3 separate regions of the Danio rerio genome follow, and all the other regions are linked to region 2. A link is a contact called in public Hi-C and HiChIP or PLAC-seq data. All regions are on one chromosome and are shown on one strand. The core of a region is the stretch at or near the end of the contact, and the rest is flanking DNA. Distances in the headings are between cores, read along the strand shown. Region 1 overlaps auts2a (activator of transcription and developmental regulator AUTS2 a). Region 2 overlaps auts2a (activator of transcription and developmental regulator AUTS2 a). Region 3 overlaps auts2a (activator of transcription and developmental regulator AUTS2 a).

Region 1 (3,758 bases), core at 189-2,688, 270 kb after region 2:
ATGAATGAAATAACAGTTCCATTTAAATTTATGCATTAAGCAATTAAATATTTTATCGAAAGAGAGCTGAAGACTAAAATCCAAACCACCTTTACAGTAGGTGATGCACTCTCACCTCTCTGTATGCACCAGACACTTTCATATCAATATACCCTGTTTCTAGGAAAACATTCTGCAATTCTTAGTGTGTTAGAGGTGAGTGGGTTTGACAAACCTCCTGTAGACACCACACACTTTTCCTCTCCACATGCACCAGACATCTTCATATAAGCAGCCTATACTTCTTGCAAAACATTGTGCAATTCGGAGTGTGCTCTACACTGGTGAGCGGGCTTGACAAAGACATACTCACAAAAAACTAACTTCTACAACAAACATTTTATATAATGTACAATAATGTAAAATAAGCCACTGGTATAATAGAAAACTTTTATACCAGTGGCTTATTTAACATTTTTCCATGGTCTGGTGAAATTCTTGATTCTGATTGGCTGGAGGGTGTGCCTTATTTTGTTGAAACTCACAGATAGTTCCAGTCAGTTTTGATTACAGTTCGAAATAAATGTGCTTCTCTCAAAGGTTTGGAGTTACCTTAGCAAATCGCATGTGTTGCACAGGAAACCAATAAGAACTGTTAATGGTGGACGGGAAATCCACAAAATTAGAAAAATGCATATCAATTATGCCACAAAATCAAGCAAGAAGCAAGTTTTTCAAGCAAGAATATAGTTATTTTAAAGTTAACTTGGCAGTTTATGTATAAGAATATCGAGGTTTTAAAAATTTCGACTTTGAGCTCCAGTCGCTCAGCGGCAGCTCTGCCAACAGCTCCCCCGTGAGCGAAGCTTTATATTAGTCATCTCTTGCATCTCTGATGTTTAAAACGTGATATATAATTAATCTTGTGTCTATCTAACGGTCATTATTTGGACTTGTGAAACTATTATTTGTTCTCAGGTGTATTATTTGTTCTCCGCTGCGTTATGTGGTCCTCCGCCTCCACATCCTGCATTAAAATCTTTTAAGGAACAGAAAGCCAATGATTATCCCTTACTTATGTTTGAATGAAAAAAATAAAATGTGAGTTATACATAAATTCACAAAAGTTTTATACAGTAGCAACCATTCATCAGATGCGATTATTTTTCAAAATAAACTATAACTTCATGCGCCCCCTTGTTGCAGCTCACTGCATTTCTAAAACAGCAGCAGCCACAAGTCAATGTTGCAGATCCAGCACAACAGAGACCGATTTGATTGGCAGTGCTGTACAGTTTCCTCCACGCTTTGAGAAGAGAAATGGAGAGTAACCAGGCCTACAACCTCACAATTCGAGACCTTTCCAACATCTCCTCCCACTTTCTCTCATCCCAGGAGAACCTCACACAGCCTTTCCGTCAGCACCTGGTTCTGCTGAAGACACGGCGGTGCTACTTGGCCTGAGCAAGGCAGTCTCTATCCATCATAAGGAAGGATCATTAAGGAGTGAAAACATGAGTTGCCTCTGAGGAAGCCAAACAAGCGAGAGGAAGAAAAAAAACGTCAGGAGGAGAAAGAAGTCTGGTATATTTACAACATAGGCTTGGGGAATAGGGTTGTGGCAGCTCACACACACACACAGAGGCTCCAGGTCAGGGTGATTTGTAGGCCCAGGAGAAGTGAGCTTGCGCTGGTGTTTATGAAAGCGACTGATGCCTGTATCCTGGTGGGCAAGGTTGCGTTTATTTTAGCTAGGGCGAGGTATTTTCTGTGAAAAGCAATGTATATGACAACTTGGAGGGTAAGGGTGCTTTTCATTCTGACTGAGTGTGTGAGTGCCAACGAAAATATGCAGTCTATACAGGAGTCAAAATAAAAATCTTTTCTTTTTCTCTGTCTTTCTGCGGCGTTCTTGCACATTCAGAATATGGTACCCACATTGGTCTCTTATTGCTATGGCAACTAGCGATTTCTCTTGCTCCTTGGGCCCCGTGCTGTCATTATCCAATCAGAATAAGACCTTTGTTAAGATTCCCTCAGGCTCCACTTATTCAACTCACTATGATGAACTGACCTTAACACTAAAGGGAGACGGAGAGAGAACGACAGCAAGAGAGAGATTCCTCCAAGCTATCTGAAAAAAGAAAGTAGAGGAAACGACGAGCATTTAAATGGCATTACAATACACACTCTGATCTGAAAAGAAGACAAAGAGAATGAGACAATCTAGTCCCTGCCAGCAGTTTTTGTCTGTTTCTGTCTAACTCCATTCCTTCCATCTGTGGGTGAAAGGAAGAGGAATTTGGAGAAGAATAGAACAAGGTTAGTTGGTGAATGACTGGATAATGCTTTACTGGACTGGATTCAAGGGTGGTGTGCTAGTAAATGGCTCTAGTAAAGGTGTTGTAGTTAACAAATCGAGGAAATATTTCAAAATTAATAAAATATAAAGTGTTAGTAAGGAAATAAAAATGTAACTTCTGTAAATATGACACAATTATGTAAGGTTATGTACTGTAAGTAAGTCAGCTGCCGTCTGCTTTCACCAAACTTTTCTTGGTAAATCACAAACGTTCACTGTAGAAAAATCTGTCCATTAACAGTTTCTGTATTTAGTGATTCACATGTGTTTTTATGGTTTATTTATGGACATGAAATGCATAATGGGAACTTGATCTTTGCTCTGTCGACTTTTTAATTCTGCAGTTTAACAAAGTGATATTTATTGACATTTCTGCAGTTTGAAAGATATTGAAGACATTGTAAAAGAAATAATAAATATATGGATTGACTGAACCAGTTGCCATTTCTGTGTGGAGTTTGCATGCTCTCTCCGTGTTTGCGTGGGTTTCCTCCGGGTGCTCTGGTTTCGCCCACAGTCAAAGGACATGCGCTGTAGGTGAATTGAATAAACTAAATTGGCCGTAGTGTATGTGTGTGAATAAGTGTATATTGATGTTTTCCAGTAATGGGTTGCAGCTGGAAGTGCATCCACTGTGTAAAACATATTCTGGGTAAGTTGGTGGTTCATTCCGCTGTGGCGACTCCTGATGAATAAAGGGACTAAGCTGAAGGAAAATGAATGATGAAAAAAAAAAAAAAAAAAAAAATATATATATATATATATATATATATATATATATATATATATATATATATATATATATATACAGAGAGAGAGAGAGAGAGAGAGAGAGAGAGAGAGAGAGAGAGAGAGAGAAAGAGAGAGAGTATTAAAAAAATTACTAATGTTTTGCCTCTTACACTTTACATACCTAAAACTTGGCTACAGCACTTATTCATTGCTGCTCTTATAGTTGTGTAAATTGCTTCCTTGTCCTCATTTGTAAGTCGCTTTGGATAAAAGCATCTGCTAAATGACTAAATGTAAATGTAAATGTAAGTATGGGGTATATATATGAGGGGTGTGACAAGATGTCACTCCACAAGATTGGGTTCACGAGAATGAGATGAGAAATTTTTATACATTTTTTTTTTTTGGAATTCCCAATGATAAAATGGAAAACAGCCTTTTATTCAACTGAAAAAAAAAAAATCACAAAATGCGAAACTCTTTAGGTGCTTTTTTTAGATCAACTTGTATTGAATGTTATTTTACTTCTATTTTAAAGAATGCCATAAAGGACACTGCAAACACTGCAAATGCTTTTGCTATAAACTCTAATAACTGAACAACGAGCTACTGGATGAGAGTATGGACTGATAGGAGAGAGTTCTTTTATTGGAATTTGATACCGCATGCCCTTTTTCTTTGTGTA
Region 2 (3,872 bases), core at 1,096-3,595:
CGGTCAAATCCTCAAAGGATTCAGATAGCCGAATTGATGCCAGATCAGTAGGAAATGGTGCTAAAACCTGAAGCTTGACATTTGACCTACTGACTCTGTGCTTGAGGGCAAGGGCATGAACCTTTCTAAGTTTAACACAGTCAAGACCATGTGTTGAGGTATTTGTGCTCTGTTTATCCAATGATCACACACGTTTCTATGAAACCTTTTTAAGTGGATCACCGACTGTCCAGAGGACTCTCTTACTAGAGCTGGGCGATTAATTAAAAAGTAACTGAAATTGACAAATATGCACAGAACTATAAGCAATCAAATTTTTCCAGGTCTTCATGTGTGGAGTCACGCCACCCTGCTCTGTTAAGGCTAATTTATACTTCTGTTATGATTTATATTAATTATTTTATTCTGATATTATACTTATGCCAAGCACATGCATACGGTCCGATGCAGCCTTCTCATACCCGCGCACATAAACTACATAAAAACATTAAATAAATAAATAAAATAATTGTTTATTAATTGTAATCAAGTTAAAATGTTGAATTAATTAGGATTTTGATTCCAGGTTAAATCATTCTGCCATATCTCTTACTGTGCGTTCACACCAAAAGCGGCAAGAGTGTCAAAGGAGCCGGGGAGCTAGTATCGATAAGCAGCGCAGCACGTCTTCTTCGTTGTGGGCGTCGAGGAGAGTTAAAATTGAATGAATTTTATGGTAATTAGCTATGACGTGGTTTGGCGGCAAGCAATCGGAGGGTAAAAGTCCACCGCTTGAGAGAAGTCCAGAGATCACAGTCACTGTGAACTTTGATTCCGACCACAGTTGTTCCCAATGGAACCAATCCAATCCAATTATTTACAATGTTTTCTTACAGGGACATACATTAAAAAAGTGTTACTGGCGAGTTACTGATGTGCATTAATGTTATATTTTTTTCTTTAAAAAAGCGGGAATCTCATGTGACAGTACAAAGCAGTATTGGTGCTTCAGAATATTTCAGGCATATGGACACATATTGGATAAGTGGAGCAAAGCCACAGCACATGCAACTTGACCTTCCATTGTTAAATAAATTTGGTAAGAAGTGCGCAACATTTTCAAGCTAGAAAGCATGTTTAATGTGGAAATGTAACTGATTTGCTGATATGCTGCAATGGCTCCTTTAAATACGACATCAATGTAGTGAATTTTGACGCTCTCGTACCGAGAGCTGTGAAAGCAGACAGCGTTGTCACCAGGGTGACCAGAGCGAACTTTGACGCTCTCACCACCTTCTGTGTGAATGCACTGTGCACACTCTAACTTCCATATGCATACCTCAACAAAAAAAATGTAAAGATCTGGGAAATTATATAAAATTTATAGCTGAAAAGAAAGAAAATGAGGGGAGAAAAAACAAAATAAATGGTCATCACAGAGGAAACAGTAACCAAAAGCTTATGTGATTATTCATCACACTGTGTTTCGACCACAGCATGAATTTCAGTTTGTCGTTCATTTATGTCTGTGAACTACCTTCTGTCCACTACCAGATATTTTAAATACAGACTTTTAAGATTAAGCAGAAATAACAACTAGTATCTTTTCTAAACTTCCAGTGATTGAAAATTGTTAATGTTTGAATATCGTGTATTTATTTACATGATAATGTGTATGTTATAAACGGCAAAGATTACCGGTGACGCGACGAGTGATTCAAGAAACTTTTCCCAGTTCATCTCTGATGAAGAAGTCAAAAAGCATTGCTAGCAGTTGCCCTGTGGCCCTCAGTAGGCGATACTTTTATCTCTGGAGTGTGGCCCATTTAAATGTTTGTACTTGACCTTTATTTAGCTTGATGGCTTCCAGACTCCCTGCGTTTAGCATGGCATGTCGGATATAGCAGTGTTTACACAATGTCTCTTGTCTCCCTGGCCCCTCTTTCTTCCTCTCTTTCCTCCAGTCACCAAGATGGATGAATTTACTTTAGTCCTTCAACCTCTGGGGTTTGGGAACAACCTCGGAATGACCTCTTTGAGAGAGAGGGACAGATTGAGAGAGAGTGTAGGAGTGTGTTCGTGTTATGACTACAAGCGGAACGGCCTGAGATGATGGATAGCGTTAAATGACTGTCTGACTTCCAATTCATCATTTTTTTCACTGCATCTCCACCTCTCCTCCCAGCATCGCTAATGTGTGACTCTAGTTAAAGCTGTTTTAAAACACACTCCCGTTCCCTGTGGCAATAAAACCACTTACAGTAAGCCTGCTGGAAAAACAATAATCATATGGTTATACAACAATGCTTACTCATACGTGAGGAGACACACACACACACTCACGCATCACTGGGCAGTCTGTCTGAGAGTGGGTGGTGCTATTGTTTGCTGGCCCTGGGCAGTAAATCTGGATGTTGCCCATGGTGTGTTAACCTCTATGTGTTTGTGTGTCAGGGGATGAGACATCACTGCAGACTACAAACACAGTGCGCTATGAATTACAGCCCATCTTTCATCACACACATTTTAACAAGCCATAAATTACAGCCTGTCTCTATAGAAACGATAAAAGACATATCTACAGAAGTATGTCGATATTGCTGATATACTTCTAGTTTAGCTTGTGGAAAGCTAGCGGAGCTGATTGGTAAAATAACTTCTACAAAAACAGATAAAGAAAGATGTTTTTCATTGATCCTCAGAGGAAAAATAAAAAGAACAGGAAGCTTTGACTTCATCAATCATTCATTTCAATTGGTTACTCAGCATAGAACAAGGCAACGCGAACAGACAACCTTGAGAGTCTGTGTAAGAGATGAGATACTAATGTTAGATGAGAGTGGCATTTACCAGGCCAGAAAACAGCTTTGTCGATCATAATAAAATAGGTCTACGACTGTCAAGCTGTGACGAGATGCTCATTTCCAGTGTAGACCGGGTGTTAGCTCAACTTTAGGCTGTTGCCAAGCAACAAAATGGCCCAAGATCATTACATGAACACTTTTCTGCATTAATAAAATATTGCAGATGTAAAAATGTTATGTTTTTATTAGTGGTGTAACAGATCACAAATCTCACATTTCAGATCACGTTATGGTTTTATTAGTCACGGATTGGACTATTTTTCGGATCAGCCAAAAAGGGGAGGAGACAAATGTAATTTGCTTTCTATTTATTACAAAAACAGTACTGCAAGACACCTTTGGCTATAACAAACAGAACATAAAACCTGTAATATTATTAAAAATAAAATAAATAATCAGCTGAATAAAAATAAACAGTAAAATATTCAGTCCTGTGAAAAATTCACTGTTACAACTGCTGTTTCTGATGATGCTAAATGTTTATATCTAACATTATAATATGTACAACCCATATTTATTTTTTGTCTCATTTTCAGTAGAGGATTCAGTTATTCACTCATAAAACTATGTTTCATTGTTAGATGTGTCATTTTTGAAGAATTATTCAGTGGCATATTTTTGATGGTTGGTTGTCGCCACCTATTGTCTAAATAATGTAATTGTTGCCTACATATTTCATTTTTAAGCATCATTAAATGCATGTGACGGTGATTGTAATCTTTACCATAAACATCAGTGGTTATATCAAAACTATAAACTGTTATTCAAATGCTTTTGTGTTACTTGACTGTTTGTAACTTCATTACTATCTCAAGACTAAAGACTAAATTTTTTCCTTGATTTTTGCATTTTCAGATTTGAACGCAGCGATTCGAAGAATTAATAAACATATGCAAATCAACATAATTTACAATTTATGTTGCATGGGTGTTGAGATCCTGATCTTTCAATGATCAATCGTGCAGGTTACACTGAATGCATTAAACAAGCAGTGACAGAAAACACCTTTAATAACCTAAAAAACCCACT
Region 3 (3,818 bases), core at 1,267-3,766, 330 kb after region 2:
GACAGAACAAATTCAGAGCATTTTTTTTTCACCCCCAATTTCAGGAGCCCACAGCTTCCTGGCGGATTGTGTCAGAGAAAGCCATCTCCTTCCCAGCAGGCCGTCTATTCCCCTGCCTGGGCGCAACTTCCCCTCCTGCTGCCCCGCTTCCTGGTTCCCCCCACTGAGCCATCTCGAAAAATCACGGCCAATGGCGAATCATTTGTCTCTGTGGTGCGTTCGTTGCCCTGCAGAGGGACAGGAGCAGGACTCGAGCACATTTCCTCTCAGTAAACACAGCAAATGAGTTTTGCTACCCTGCGAGCGGCAATTTTGTGGAGGAATACAAAGATGGGAAGCGAGCCAATCAGAACTTACGCACACAAAGATTTGGTTTGGCTGTCACTCGAGATGCTCAGATAACTGGAGCTTGTCATACAAAAGTCTTGCCTTGTTATATCAACACGATACACTGGAAGCATAAAGGAAGACAAATAAAGAATTTGAATGTGGCGCATTGACTGTTTTCTTTTTTGTCAGCTTGTTTGAGCTCTTCTGCGATTTCAGTATTGTTTTCATTTGCAGCACCCAATAAATAAATATGAGATGTTGTATAATTCACAATTTTCAAAAATGTGATGTCATTTTGTCCCTTGAAATGTGCTATGACTTTAATTTGGGAGTGATTTGTAATAAATGGCAAGCTAAAAGTTTGCAAATCATACACACATTTAGATTTGTGTTCTGAATATATGGCTTTTTTATTAATATTAAGATTTATACAGCTACATTACCTGACAGCTAAGTAAATAAGTTCTCTATCGATGAATTTGAAAATCGGAGGGTTTAAAAAGTTTACATATTGAGAAAATTGCCTGAGCAGAGTATTTTACTAATCAAAAAATATGTTTTTATATATTTACAGTAGAAAATCTACAAAAATAAACTTCAAGAAACATGGACATTGCTTAATATTCTTGTGATTTCTCGCATACAAATAATCAATCATTGCCATCCATACAGTATGTACATCCATCTAAGTTATCACAAAAAAACATCAAGAATTGTGTTGATTTAGCTCATTTTAAAAATATTAGTTTGAATCTGCTGTTGTTTTGTGGTTCAGGGTCAAACATATAAGTGATAATAAATGGATTGCCATGCATTAAAATATTTTAGATGCATGTCACAAAAGCAAATAATGTTCTAGTTGTATGTTGTTTCAAGCCGAACTGGGTAAAATACCCACATTTTTCAATGGCACCTATTTTACCTTTTTTACAAGATGTAATGTAAGCCTTTAATATCTCCAGATTGTGTCTGTAATGTTTCAGCTCAAAATACCCATCAGATTATTTATTGTAGCCTCCAGAATTTGCCCATTTAGGTGTTTGAGTACAGTGTAGATGTTTAAATTTAAATTTAAAGATGTTTGCATTTAAAGCCAGTGGCTTTAAATGCAAATGAGCTGCTTCTCCTCGTCCACCGTTCCCGTGTGTGTGTCTGCTTCTCCTGCATTACATCAGATAAACAGCAGTCAGTGACAGAGAAAGATTTGGATGAAGCTGAAATACAGCTCATTGGTCAAAAATACTAAGTAAGTTTATTTCATGTATTTGTGGTGGAGTTTATTCAAGTCTTTCTGAAATGATGAGTCTCACACAAATGGCATTTGCAGTACACACAAACACACACACACACATATGCACGTTTACTAACACCATGCGGCCGTAGTGATTATATCGGTGAAGAGTAACATACAGATTTTACTGTCTTTATTACAAACATGCTCTGTTTTTAAAACGTTTTAAACAGATATTTTAATCCCAGTTTCTTTGCAAAAAAATGTTCTGTGGATGTGTGTGTACATGTTATTATAGAAACATGGTGCTTGTCACTCAATTCAGTGGGCGGGAAAAACCACACTCCTACGTCACATTGCGGCGGGCCTCAAAATTACTATTTTAACGTCAGGAAATAAGAAAAAAATAAGTATTGTGTTTACATCACTCCAACATGACAGTGGACGTCTTTAAAAGAAATGCTTAACCCAATAACTAGACTTGTCCATATTTCCCTCAACTTTAAATTGAAGCAACCAAGCATTTTTTAGTGTGCAGTAATAAGCATTTTAAAAAGACATTAAGATAAAATAAAAGTTAAGATAAGATAAATTAAGATTAAGTAGGTTAATAATTAGGTTAAAATAGAGCACAAAAACATTTCCTTGTACCATCAAAGCGATAGACTGGAAACAGCATGCTTCGCATCGGTGCTTTTCTTTTATCAGTTTGTTTGACCCCTTCTGTTCTATGATTCCAGGATGAGTCTTCTACAAACATCCTCCAGAGATGCAGTCGTGTAGAAAAATATGCATACGTAGGTTTTTTCCGCCTCTATCAATGGCATGGTCGTGAATGGCACGTCTGGGAGATAAGTGAGGCTTAATTAAGCTTTGTTACATCTAATGAGGGGTGAAAACAAACACATCACGCATGTCTCTGGACCTTGGCCTGGGCTGATAAGATTGAATGCCCTGCGAGTGACTGATATCGGCATGACAAGCTGTGTAAACACCATGGAAGAGGATGTAGCGTATGGCTAAGAGTTATGCGTTGAAGATGTTCGCTGCTTGTATTCAGACGCCTGAATCTCTTATCATATCGTCTCGGCACACTTAAAGAGGTGTCTGTAAAAAGCTGCAGTCGGCTGAGCTAAACATGATTTACAGCTCCTCCAGATAACTCTTTTACTGCCTCTGACAAATCAGGATTTACTGCGTTATGACACCACTAAGAAAGTTAAACGTGGCCTTGGCTACCCTTTAGAGCAGAGAGAGCCAAGTAAGGGAGGAAAAAGTCGGTTTTTACTGCATAATTAACATGAGATGGAACTAACCTTTCACTGCATATTTAGGTATATAGGATGTAATTTTTCTTCAGATTTTTCTCCAATGAACATGGGATTTTATTTTAGACATTTAAAAGGGATTTTACGGAAATTACTTAAAAAAAAGAAGAGCAAACCTGTTGTAACCTGCAAGTTGACTTGACCTAATTATGCATATTTACTTAATAATTTAAGGTAACAGGTTTGCTCTTCTTTTTTTTAGGTAAGGTCAACTAATCACTTTCAAAACAGCACAGTTTAATCACTTGTTTAATTAAATTCAACTAAATCACGTTTACAACATGTTTACTCACTTTTTAAGTCAATTTATCTCTATTAACATAAAATAAGAAGTTGCATGTTATTATAAGACTATGAAATAGTCTAATAAATCATGCAAAAACTTCTGGAACACGTTGTACACATTTGATTTTCCCATTATCAAGCTTTACATAAAACATTATAGTATGTAATCAAAGTGCAATATCCTAAAGATTACTGGAGATTAATAATTAATATGCAGTGAGAATAAGTATCAAAGGCTTTTTTTCTTTCCATCTAGCCTTGTTTACGTCAATATACAAGTTGTTTCAAAGAAAACATAATAATTTAAGACAAAGTTTCATGTAAGATTATAAATTATAAAGACTTATAAATCATGTAAAAAAAAATGTTAGAGGATTATTTTAGGTAGGGATGTACGCAATGACTCTAAAAAGCAATGACAAGTTTAAATACACTGTAAAAAATGCTTGGTTGCACATAATCGATTTGTGTTGGGACAATATGAAGTTGAAGTGGAATGAACATGAAACAATTAAGTTGTCCCCCCAAAAAACACAAGAAGTGTTATTCATTCATTCATTTTCTTGTCGGCTTGGTCCCTTTATTAATCCGGGGTCGCCACATCGTAATGAACCGCCAACTTATCCAGCACAGTTTTACGCAGC

What was found. Hi-C and Micro-C count contacts between places; a contact is called where the count stands out from the background. HiChIP or PLAC-seq counts read pairs in DNA pulled down with a chosen protein or histone mark.
Region 1: a contact with region 2 is called in an H3K4me3 HiChIP or PLAC-seq map of embryo, with 5 times the contacts expected there. The contact joins two enhancer-like sites. A contact is called at or near these places in 2 of 4 datasets of contacts at active chromatin or transcription factors (caudal fin and embryo).
Region 3: a contact with region 2 is called in a Hi-C map of embryo, with 2.8 times the contacts expected there. The contact joins two enhancer-like sites. A contact is called at or near these places in 5 of 18 Hi-C or Micro-C datasets (caudal fin, embryo and fibroblasts) and 2 of 4 datasets of contacts at active chromatin or transcription factors (caudal fin and embryo).

What each region holds. Positions count from the first base shown.
Region 1 is chr10:32,398,198-32,401,955 of GRCz12tu, forward strand. The region is part of intron 7 of auts2a (activator of transcription and developmental regulator AUTS2 a); the gene reads right to left. Among named protein-coding and RNA genes, the nearest start is that of cxadr, 390 kb to the left of the region's middle. Within about 2 kb of position 1,439, at least 7 of the 62 cell types and tissues checked have an H3K27ac peak or open chromatin away from gene starts, as enhancers often do.
Region 2 is chr10:32,126,901-32,130,772 of GRCz12tu, forward strand. All of the region lies in intron 9 of auts2a (activator of transcription and developmental regulator AUTS2 a), which reads right to left. Among named protein-coding and RNA genes, the nearest start is that of cxadr, 120 kb to the left of the region's middle. Within about 2 kb of position 2,346, at least 8 of the 62 cell types and tissues checked have an H3K27ac peak or open chromatin away from gene starts, as enhancers often do.
Region 3 is chr10:32,452,380-32,456,197 of GRCz12tu, forward strand. All of the region lies in intron 6 of auts2a (activator of transcription and developmental regulator AUTS2 a), which reads right to left. Among named protein-coding and RNA genes, the nearest start is that of auts2a, 400 kb to the right of the region's middle. Within about 2 kb of position 2,517, at least 10 of the 62 cell types and tissues checked have an H3K27ac peak or open chromatin away from gene starts, as enhancers often do.